2 separate regions of the Gossypium hirsutum genome follow, and region 1 is linked to region 2. A link is a contact called in public Hi-C data. All regions are on one chromosome and are shown on one strand. The core of a region is the stretch at or near the end of the contact, and the rest is flanking DNA. Distances in the headings are between cores, read along the strand shown. Region 1 has its middle 5.4 kb from the start of LOC121230800. Region 2 holds the start of LOC107942886 (UDP-arabinose 4-epimerase 1).

Region 1 (6,161 bases), core at 2,488-4,987, 200 kb before region 2:
GTAATGTCAATAAATAATTTAAAAATTATAATTCAAAAAAATAAAAAAAATAAGTTCATAAAAATTTCAAAGAAATTGGCATGAAGTACACACGAATTTTTATATAGGCAACCGTGTTTAAAAATTTAATGTTTTAGTTGTATTTTCATTAACAAAGCAACCATTCGACCTTTTTTTTTGTGCAAAGTTGATAACCAAATTAGACTCTATTTTAAAAGATTAATTGTCAAATTTAACTAAAAAAGAATAAAAATTTAATTGATAAAATATATAACATTAAGTGCTCAATGTATCACTATGCCAAATAATAATAACTAAGAGTTTAGCTCCTCAACATTGCAAATTTTTTTGGTAGATAAAAAAAACTAGAACCAATTACAAAAGTACTTCAATGCCGCAATCTCCTGAAATGTTATTGGACCATAAGGGAAAGTTCTTTTCATCCCATACACTTTAGGAGTCTGTGTTGTATGACCACCCGCTACTGTCTCCTACATAGCTTATGAATTTTCAAGACTAGATCCCTGTTCAAATACCTAAAAAACTTATCTAAAATGGCTTTCATAACTTGAGCACGATCTATTTCGACAATAATATCAACCCAATTAACATCCCACATAAAAAAAAGTCGATCGTAAATTACTCAAAATTACATGTGCGAATGTTTCTCCCAATTCCCCCCACGCGATGTTCGAATGTGAATTTTGTGGTTTTGAAATGATTATATGCTAATTATTCTATTAAGTCAACTCCAAAAACGAGATTATCATGCGAAAATATATATCTTAAAATTAATTAATGCCAACGAAAAGAATAGGTTTGAATGTTGAAAATAGAAATAGGAAGGGGCATGTGGGTAGTAGTAGGTGAGTTGGACTTACAATTATTAACGAGTTGCCCCAAATCTTAGCTCAACTCAGATCTTATTGACTCAGTCAAACATTATGCATGGGTCCAATCACTTTGTATTTAGGCAACCATTTATTGAAATAATATGATGAATAATCTAAAGTAATATTGATTAATAAGTATATAAGAGATTTGCTATGATGCCCCCCACTCACTATTTTATTTAATTTTAATGCAATTTGGACATTATTTAATTTATTTCACTTCTTTTAAATGTATTTTTTTTTTTTGCAATGTTAAATGATTTTAAACATTTATAATTTTTATCTTTTTAATTTAATTATAAATATAGTTACATTTTATTTTTAATTTAATTTTTTAAAAATGCCACATGTCATGATATAATTGGTTGAGAGTTTTTTAATCAAATAAAAAACTAGATACTTAAATGAGAAAATTGATATATCGACAAGTGCTATGAGATTGAAAATACTCCTTTTGAAAAATAGAGGTACTAAAAATGAAAATATTATAATAAAGGAATTAAATCAATTAAAAAATGCATTATATAGGGATCTTTTATGAAATTTGACCATTTATTTTATCTTTAAAGATACATACAGACAAGCATGGTTATTTGAATCAGAGCGGATAGACTAGTTGAAAGGAGAACCGATGGTCCTACTGATACTCAAAAACCTAAAGAAGATTTAATCGATGCAAAATTGATTGAATTGATTAAAAAATTTCTTTAAATCGAGTTTAAGCTAAATTAAATATTTAATTTTATTGTTATGATTTATAAAATGTCTTATTATTATAGCAACAACGATAATTTTTTGGATTACTTGCCAATCAAATAATACAAATTCTATTCTATTGGTTTTAGATTTCTATGAAAAACTTTGAATTTAAAGTTGAGAATTAAGAAGCAAAAAAAAAACTTCATTTGAATAATTGTTTGATTTCTTTTAGAAATTATGGACATTATTGTAACCATATATTTTATTTAATTAATTAAATAAATATATCATACAATTATAAAATTAATTTAAAATTTATTATTTAAGCCCTTAATTAGATTAATTGGTTGAAATGAAAACCGATAAAAATTATAGATTTTTTATAGGGTTAGAATTGAAAATTGAGTGAAACGGTTCGGACCAATAATTAATTGATAATCGTAAACTCGTTGATTTAAAAGAAATTGAGATAAATATCAAAATTATATATGAACTTTAATTTAATATGCAATGTCATACATAAACTTTGATTTTGTACAATTTTAAAAGTGAAATTTTAATTTGATTTAATTTTCACATGTCGCTAATTAGATTATTGAATTAACATTGTTTTACGTTGATATATTGCATACACAAATATTATATTAATCCAGTATGAAAATAAATGTATGTATTTAATTCTTTAAATGTGCACAATTGAATTCGGATCAAAGTTTCATGTAGACATATAAATCATAATTTAAGGTTTTTTTTTTTTTGTGTTAAGGATACCAAATCAAAATTCATGTATCAAATTGCATATTAAACCAAACTTCATGAATAAATAAAAGAAATTGGATAAAATTGGAGTTGTAATTTTTTTTCCATATGATTTTAGCTTCTTGAAGCCCAATTCCATTTAAGAATCCACTGATTTTGACCCAAATTATTTCTTTCACTAGATTTAGATCCAAAATAAAATATAAACAAATAAAGCCCATATTCTTCAAATGCTGCTTTTAGATGATCTCTCTTTCACGTTTTGATTTCACATTTTATATATTGAGATGAGATACACTTATTTTAATTAGTGGCGGAGCTAGGGTCCCCAGATTACGCTAAAAATGGAAAATTTTTTATTTAAATTTTTTTATAATTTATAAAATTTTAAATTAGTAATAGTAAAAATATATTTTGGTCATAAAAATGATATAAATTTGATTTAATTCTTTAAAAGTTATAAATATATAGGCTATTAAAATGGTGAAATTATACATTTACTATCGTAAAAGTATACAATTTAATTTTGACCTCCCGAATAAATTTTTTGATATCGTTCCTGATTCTAATTACATTATTTTATATTTGATCAATAAATTAAAATTCATTTCGTATTAATACATCATTTAGATTCTTTAATTAAAATAACCTTAAAAAAAACAACTATCTAATGAAAACCAACTACTACAAAAACATAATTAAAATAACAACCGAAATATATTCGAATATAAATCAAAATAAATCTAAAAGTGACCTTTATTAATGCATACATTTATTTCAAGGGCGAAATCAGAAATATAGTAAAGAGGGAACGGACATAAACTCTCTCATAGGTCAAGTCGAGTCCCTACTTAATTTTGAGATTTTTCTTTTCTTCAAAAATTGACTTGATAAAAAAAAAATATAATATAAAATATCAAATTTAAATATTATCATTGTCACTATTAATGTGGCAAATAATATATAAATTTCTCATAATAGAATAAAAGTTAATTTTTAAAGGTGGTTTTTATTTTTTTTAAAAATTAAATTTGATCTTTAACCTTTCAAAAGACTTCAATTATTTTTTAATTGAAATGTTAATTAAAATAACTTGAACTTGAAATTAACTCAAAATAAAATAATTTAGAAATTTGAAAAATCGTCTTATGTGATGGCTTAATGGTTAGGGTATTCACCGTCTTAAATGTGACATGAGTTCAGATTGAGCTAATTGTGTTTATTGTTCAAACTTTATCCTATTCTTATATTCTACTAAAAACAAAAAATTAAAAACCGAAAATGAACTTACCTCTCCCGATTATCAATGGGTCTAGATATAATGTACCTTTTCTTTAGCCCTTAATGGAAGACTTTAAAAGCTGGCTGATATTGCGAAGAAGCTTCAATTTGGTCCTCAGTTAAGACCAAAAAACAAAAAAAAAAGTCAGATGAAAAGTGACAACCCATGATAATGAGGTGCACATTAGATCAACCATTGACTAATACATACTTTGTGTTTACGGCTAGGCTCCACTTTGATTTTAAGATTTAGGGTTGGAGTTAAATGCTGTTAAATTCGTTTTATTTGTTTTTAATTTTCTATTTTTGTGAAGAAAAGTATTTGGGATTATGACATTAAGAATTCCCTCTTTGTCATTAAATTAATATAGATATAATTTAAGTCTTAATTTGGTTGATATTGTAATCGTTACAATAAGGAGTAAATTATTAAGATAGTCACTCTAAAATTAGCTTATTCCTACTTTGGTCATTCTATTTTTTTTTTGTCAATTTTAGTATTGTCGTTAAGAACTATTCTTATTTAATCACTCTTTCGTTAAAAACCAAACAGAGCAGTGATTATGCTGCCACGTCTGCAACTTTTTAAGATCCAATTCTATGCAACTTCTTTTCCTTTTTCAATGCCATGGTCTTCATCTTACGATTTCATTTCATAGTTGGGGCTTCCATAGAGGCCATATCATGTGAATGAATTGGATTCCTGCTACCACTACGGCGACCACCATCCTCATCATCATGCTTAACAACTCCCATCTTGGTATCAGTTCTAGTTAAAGATTTGCCCTCAACACCAACACTCTCCTGAGGCTTATTTTTTCCTCATTTTGAGCACCAACAACATTGAGAGCTTTGGTAGCATCTTAGTGTTTAATTTAAATTTTAGGATTGTAACTATATTTTGTTCAGGTCACAACCGAGTCAAACTTGGATTGAGATCTTGTTATATATTTTTTAAATATTATTATTTACTTTATTTTTACGATTGAGAATGGAAATCATCTTTCCAAGTGACGTTTCAACCAACCGCCCTGAGACCAAGTACTTATTTAGTGGTGTTATGATACTTACTATTACCGACCCATAACTCAAGTGGGTTCAAATAGGTCTAGATCGGATTCTACATAGTTCGCATGATTGAGCTCGCAAATCAAGCTCGCATGATGTTAAGTATCCACAAGGGGGCACTTACACTTTCCTACGAGGTCACACATGAGATCATATATGTGAATGCAGAAACACCTGCATAAACACGTGCTAAGTCTAGGATATAGTACGTGTTGGCATGAATAGAACCCACCTAAGATATCAATCAATAAACAGTAACTATATCATATAAATACATAAACTTACCATCTAAAGAAGACAGAAAAAAAACACTCAACAAGTGGCTATATCATTCACACTATTAAAGTAAATAAATCAACCATCCAACATCGGAACTTTGTTCCTACAACTAAACAAAGGGGTCGAAACAGATGACATGAGACGAAGAGACTGCCTCCTAAACTTGACAAGGTTTGTTAAGGACTAAAGAAACAAATAGTTGTTAAGTTGTTAGTAGTTAAAGCAGTTAGTTGTTAAAGTAGTTTTCTGTTAAAGAAGTTGTTGAAGTAGTCCAAGTTCTGTATAAATACAATATGATCAATCTCAAAATGTATCCTATTATTTTTTGAGAAATGAAACACATCTTCTTGTTTCATCCCTTTGCTGCGTTTCTCTACATGGTATTGAGCTAAGGTTGTTTTTTTCTCATTCTGCATTTCTCTAATGGTGTTGTAGAGCAGGTTAATTTTCATTGTTCTGGTCCTGTTTCTGTAACTTCTGTTGTTGGAAAGCAAGTTCAACAATTTCTTAAGTTTGATACTGTTAAACTTTGTGAGAGCAATTTTCTTTTATGGAAACACCAAATTATGTTGATTCTTGAGGGATATGGTGTGCAAGATTTCATTTTAGAAACTATCAGTGTTTTTGCTCAGTTAGTTGTTAATACTGATGGGCAAATGGTCAAGAATTCTGCTTATATATATTGCACGTTCAACAAGACAAGTTAATGGCCTCTTGGCTACTTTTGAATGTATCTAATGAAATCTTGGGCTATCTCACTGATGCTCGTACTAGCTTTGATGTATGGGCTACAATTGGAAAGAGGTTTGCCACCGAGTCTACTTTCAAGATATCGAGTTTACGACATGCGTTGTATTCTCCAAAAAAGGGTCACTTGTCCATAAAAAAGTATTTGGCAAAAGTTAAGTCCATGTGTGATACTTTGGTTGCTGTAGGAAGTCATATCTCAGAGCAAGAATAGGTTTGTATCATCCTTGCGGGGCTTTCGGTTGAATATGAGTCAGTTCGAGTGGTGGCTTCAGCCACTTGTCTATCCCTTGATCTGGTGACTGAAATGCTACTAGACTGTGAGGCACGACAAGCTGAATTCTTGGCTACCATTCCTGTCCAAGCTAATTTAGCCAGTAAACTAGCTCGTGAAGATGCAGCACCATCAAAGAACTCTAGTTATCATGATCATAA
Region 2 (6,440 bases), core at 2,583-5,082:
TAGTCCGTCATAGAATTGAGAGGTTTATAGATAATTTAGAAAAGACTCGATATATCATTTGGTATTCGATTTTGACACTTTTTTTTTATGTAATATTTGTGTTTTTCATCCAATGTGATATCTATATTTGACAAAATTAATTGCTAACATTATTAAGTTTGAATTTTCGTGATTTTGTTAATAGAATTTATGTTGATTGCGAGGTTGTTTAATTTTGTATTTAATTTGTCAATTATAGTTTGATAGTTGTGAACTTTTTCCAAGTTCTGCAATTGACTTAATAAAAGTTAATTGGTAATATTATTAGTTAATTACAAGGGCGAAGCCAGAAATTTTTGTTTAAGAGGCAAAATTAAATTACAATTTTTATGAGAGCTTAAATGTAATTTTATCATTGTATTAACTTATAATTTTATTGTTTTCATAAGGACTAAATTATAATTTTATTATTTTTGAGAGTCAAATTACAATTTTACTATATATTAACTTAAATTTTACATATTTTCATTTATGGGGAGGCGCTGCCTACCTCCAGACGTTGGCCCTAGTCAATTATAATTTTCTTTATAGATTAAATTAAATATTTAAAAATCAATCTGGTTATTTTCAAGTATGAAAATGTAGAATATTTTTTAAATACAAGTAATACATTGAATAAAAATATATATAAATATGACTTTGAAAAAAATTAAACTAAGTACTAAATTAGTGGTGATTATGGTCGGGTTGGATTCGGGTTAGGCCTTAATAGAATTTTAGGTTCGGGCACAGCTTAAAATTTTGCTCAAGCCCGGCTCGGCTTGCCTATATTAATTTTTTATATTATTATTTTTATATAAAACAAAATTAAAAAATATAATACATCAATTACACTAAAAATATTAAAATAAATGTTTCCCAATAAATTGAAATAAATTTTAAAAATTATTTATACTTAAATAACACTAAGATTAGTACAACTTAACAAGTAAATACCTCTAAAATAATAACAAAATTAACAATAAAATAATAGTTATACAATATCCAAATAATAATAATAAAATAGCAATATAACAATGAAACAACACTAAAATAGTGACAAAACTATAGGGAAAATAGTCGAGATAGTAGGAGTTTTTTTTTTTGCCCAAACTCATTTTTCAAATCTATACTTTTACCCAAATCCTCTTACTTTTCGAACGAGTCTCGAACAATGATCAGATGTATACTAAATGGTGGATTAAGCTTTTAGGGAAAAAAAAACATATCATGTGAGATCTAAAAAATAGAGAATAAAGAATAAATGAAGTTAAAGTAGTTAAAGTCATTAACCTAAAAAATAAAGAATAAATATGTAGGAAAAACCTATTAATTTAAAAAAAATTATTATAGTTTCTTATTATATCTGTTTTTTTATACAATGTCTATAATTACTTATAGCTCATCCTCAACGCTTAAAAAGTAGGATAATGTGTTTCAGCGTGATGTCAATCGAGATAAGACTCAATCAACAAAAATCTATTAATTAATGAAAAGACAAATGAGGACAAATATATATATTTTTATTTTTATAAATATATTATGTTGGTATATTGGTAAAATATTTGATTTGGTTTGCAAATTAAGAGTTTATTATATACATATATATTATAAGGTTGGAAAAGTATATAACTAAAATATTTGTTAGTGTACCAAAGAAATGAAAATATATATTAAAAAAAAGGTGAATTGAGGTGGCAGTGTGTTGTCAATCTTGTTAGCAACAACTCCTATGATTAATTGGTACTCTATTGTCTACCATCATCTTGGACTTTATTGGATTCCTTACTAATTAATTAAATAAAGGTGAAAAAAAAGGTAAATGAATTATTAATAAGTTTATATTTTAATTATTTAATTTTAAAAAAATTACTAAATGATCATTAAATTACTTGAGTTGTTAGAATTGTCGATGCATGGCCTTCTTCACTCTCACCCCCAACACCAACCAGATGGGTAAACTTCCCTCTTCTTCTACAGTTTGGGTTTTTTTTTAATGAAACAACTTTGAACATCATGAATCTGCAAACAAAAATTCAACTAGTTTTCTTCTCCGACTCTGACATTGACCATCAGATGCACTTGGATCTGAGATATGTTCTTCTACTCATCGATGGGTATTGTTCCACCGTACTGATTATCACTGAACTTTATAAAAAAATTTAACAGTCTAATGACTTAAATGAAAATATTTAAATACTTCAATAATTATTTTATAATTTTTTAAAATTATGAGTATAAACCTTTGTAACCTATGACATTGCCCATTCTCCAAATTTAGAATAAATAAAAACAATTATTAGCAGTGAGGAAAATATCCTTATCATTAAAAAATTAAGATAATTTTATATTAATATTAATAATTTAAAATTGATTTTTTTTAGTATGTATATTATATATACTATATATTAAACACTTGATTGAGTTCATATTATGAATTAATCGAACATTAATTTAATTGGATAATAACTAAAATATCATGATTTATAAAATAAATTGTATTATCCAGAGATGATTTTATCTTTTCATATCAATTTATATAAGAAAATAAGAAAATATACATATATAATATGATTTGAACTCATTGCATTAACATTTTTTACATCCATATTTTATCATTTCAATTAAAGTCTCATTTATTTTTTATTTCAATTTTTATAAATTATTTATTACATAATAATTATGTTTCCACCTACATCGTGATTGTGTCCTAATCCAAGGGCTCCCTACCCCAAATTGAAAAATTATGTTTTGGGGTAATTACTTGCATAATTTATTATTAATTAAAATTAATTAAATAAGTTGATGTGAAATTAAAGTATCTTAATTCAACGTGAAAGCATGAATATGGAAATAAAAATAAAAAAAATGAAAAAGAAAAAGGTCACGGTGGTTGTATTGTAGAAATAAATTAGACTACATAGTCCCACCATCATCATTTATGCCTCTATTTTATGTACACCTTATTCCCTATTCCTATATGACCAAATGCCCCCCCCCCTTATTGGTTCTTATTAATTAATTAATTAATTATTAATTTATTTGAGTCGTTTTCGATAGGTAAAAATATAGTAGAAGTTTTTTGTATTAGGAGTCGGGTTAGATTTTGTCTTTTTTATTTAAAAACTGAATAAATTAGTCCATGTACGTTAGATAAAAGAATAAATTGGTCATTATGTTAAAATTTTCATTTATTTCTACTGTTAAAAATTGATTTTTAGGCACATTATGTAATATGAAGTATTGGTATGACTAACAGAATAACTATCATGAAATAAATTGAAATGTTGGCGGTAAAATTATCATGGAAGCCATTGTACTAGGTATAAGATTGCATTTTTCTCTCTCTATTAAAAAATTGAGCAAATTAGTCCTTAAACATTAGATAAAAGAGTAAATTAATCATTTCTGTTAAAAAATTAATTCATTTCTACTATTGAAAATTAGCATGACTAACAGAATAACTAAACAGTGATCGTGATGTGCCACATGTACCGTAATGCTAACGTACATGAACCAATTTTTAATAGTAAAAATTTATAAAAATTTTAACAGAATGACTTATTTACTCTTTAATTATACAAGGACTACTCTGCTCATTTTTTAAATAAAAAAAATAAAATGTAATTAAATTCTTAGTACAAGAGCCCGAATTGGAATTTTACTTATAGTCAAATTTAAACCCCAAGTCTCAACTTCTTGTTTGGGTTAATCGGTTCATCGAGTGACACATGTCACCATTGGACAAGGAGAAATTTCCGCTTAAATTTTAGTATTTCACAATTTCTTTTCTAATTTTTATTTATTTAATTTAAATAAAAAATATATATTTAGAACTCTTCATCTCTTTATAATTCAAACGTACGCGGATGAGTGTATGACCGGCTGCTACTCTTTCCCTTTCCTCTGTTTCGCTCTCACGTCTTCAATCATCGTGGGTGGTTTTTTTTTTCTTAATTTATTTATTTTGGCGTTTACTTTTCGTTAAGAAATATATTTTGCATTTGTATATTTGCATGTATTATATTATATATATATGATATTAGATCGTTTTGTTGATGATAGTAATAATCCTCTCTTCCTATTCTTGTTTTTCTTTTAAATTTTTTTCTTTTGGCTACCTTCAAACCATTTGAATGTTCGTTTTATTTCCATTTTCAGGTAAAATTCTTTGTGTTTTCTGCCATTAAAGGCTGCTTTATCTTTTCTTGAGAACGATCAAATTTCGTCGATGGGTTTATTTTGTTGTTTGTTTTCATGGGTGATTTGGGTTTCTAACTTGATTTTTTTAACTGGGTTTGTTTTTTATTAAGGAAAAAAATAAAATAAAACGATTGATTATCAAATTATATGTTTTATTGTTGTGTTAATATTTATTTATTTTAATTCTAGTGCCTTGAATAGGCATGCTCTGACAAAGAATAAAAAACGAATTTTTATTTCTATTTTTGTCATCTATTTGATTTTTATTTCTATTTTTTTTGTAGTTAGAGACTTTAGAATTGGGGTATGAAGAAATTCCTGGGTTTTCTTTTTGTGGTTTTAATTTTTTTTATAATAGTAATAATAATTTTGTTAGTCAACATTTTGTGCTGTTTTTTTATTGTTGTTTTATAAATTCTATGGATGCAGGGCCCATTTTTTTGGAATTTTGTTTTACCTTGTTTTTTTTTTCTTTATTTTGGTTTTTGGGTCTCTTAATGTTTCAGAAATTTGTTAATTCTTTTTTGTTATAGTATTTGCAGCAAATTTGGCAGAATATTTCCAAGTAAGGGTGTTTGGTGGATCACTGAAATTTAGACATAAATTCAGGTTCTTGCCAGTTTGAACACAATTCCTAGGAAAGCTATTTCCAAATGCTAAATTTTGCCAGAGGAAGAAGCCAGACAAGGTCAACCAGATCTATGCCTTTTGCTGGTAACATTTTCTCTCTTCTTCAGTTCTAACCCAATTTTCTTTGTTTAGTTTTATGATTTATACTGTTTTTCATCTTCTTCTTGTTCATGCCATTGTCTTGGGACTTAATCCTGCCATTTTCATTTAGAAAGCTTTAAATTTGGAAAAGAAAAAAAATTCTTATGACAAACCTCTTGAAATTTCATTTTACCATTTTACTTCCAGAATCCTAGTAACAGTTTGTCACTGAATGTAGAAAATTGTAATTCTTTTTAAGTTTACAATTTAAAATATGCTTAAGTTATTCAGAATTTGGAAGTTGATTTGCTTGTATCTTAATGCTTTTACAATGATTTCTCTGAATTCAAAATTGTTGTTTGTGTTTTGCATGTAGGCATGGAATACCATGATCCCAAAAGGAAGAGCAATTTTGTAGGAAAAATCCTTATGGCTGCTGCCCTTACAGCCGTTTGCATCATCATGCTCAAGCAATCTCCCACATTCGGTACTCCAAGTCAGGTATCTTCTTGGTTCAATCTCTATTTCTTCAACTTCCCTCTTTATTCTGCCGTGGTGCCTGCTATTTGTTCACTCTAGAATATCAGTTATCAAAAGATTATTCTGAATGTTTGTCATGCTGGTTTTTTGTTAACTTTGATAATTGAATTATTGCTATTGTTTTTTAACCATTTTTTAAGGTAGTTGTTATGAATGGATGTATATTTTCTGGGGTTACAAGAGCAGTCATATCAGGACCCTATGCCATTCTTCTTAAGGATTCATTCATTCTTGCTGTTGGCTTAGTTTAATCAAGCTGTCAACTTGATTATGGATGTGTTGTTTTCCCTTTGCATATGGTTAATATCATCTTCACTTCTACAAGATGAAAAATTATAGTTGCTGCTACTTCATATGGAAACTTGAAATCAGTACCGTACTCCTGTTGTTTCTGTAGGAATGGCTGTTTTTAGTTATATAACTTTTCAACTTCTGACAATTTCTTTTTTCATTTTTGACTTCTTTCCAGTTCTCCCGACATGAAGAAGGTGTAACTCATGTTCTTGTAACTGGTGGTGCTGGCTATATTGGTTCACATGCTGCTTTACGACTTTTGAAGGAGTCATACCGTGTAACTATTGTGGTATGTTTTTGGTTTAGGAATGTAGCTATCTCCTTTTGTAATCTTTCACAGCCTGTGCATAATTATCTGGATTTTAAAGGAAGAACTTATCTCCTTTGTAGGACAATCTTTCACGTGGAAACATAGGTGCCGTTAAGGTTCTACAAGAGTTATTTCCAGAACCAGGAAGGCTTCAATTCATTTATGCTGATCTGGGGGATGCAAAAGCTGTATCCTTTTAGTGAAATTTATTATGATTATTTTTTTTAAATGATCAAATTTAGGCATTAAAACATGGATATGGTTTATTTTTTCCTTGATCCTATGTTTTAGGTAAATAAAATATTTTCAGAAAATGCATTTGACGCTGTAATACACTTTGCGGCTGTTGCATATGTTGGGGAGA

Evidence for each region. A called contact is a pair of places that touch in the nucleus more often than the background predicts.
Region 1: a contact with region 2 is called in a Hi-C map of leaf, with 2.1 times the contacts expected there. The contact joins the enhancer-like site here to the promoter of LOC107942886 in region 2. A contact is called at or near these places in 4 of 34 Hi-C or Micro-C datasets (callus and leaf).

The regions. Positions count from the first base shown.
Region 1 is chrA06:125,067,022-125,073,182 of Gossypium_hirsutum_v2.1, reverse strand. No RefSeq gene overlaps it. Among protein-coding and RNA genes, the nearest start is that of LOC121230800, 5.4 kb to the right of the region's middle. Within about 2 kb of position 3,737, at least 1 of the 9 cell types and tissues checked has an H3K27ac peak or open chromatin away from gene starts, as enhancers often do. A contact at or near this core is called in leaf, where this site is marked.
Region 2 is chrA06:124,866,644-124,873,083 of Gossypium_hirsutum_v2.1, reverse strand. LOC107942886 (UDP-arabinose 4-epimerase 1) reads left to right here and starts at 3,832. Exons shown (of 10, transcript XM_016876621.2): 1 at 3,832-3,952; 2 at 4,764-4,935; 3 at 5,309-5,433; 4 at 5,942-6,055; 5 at 6,157-6,264; 6 at 6,368-6,440. The coding sequence starts at 4,875.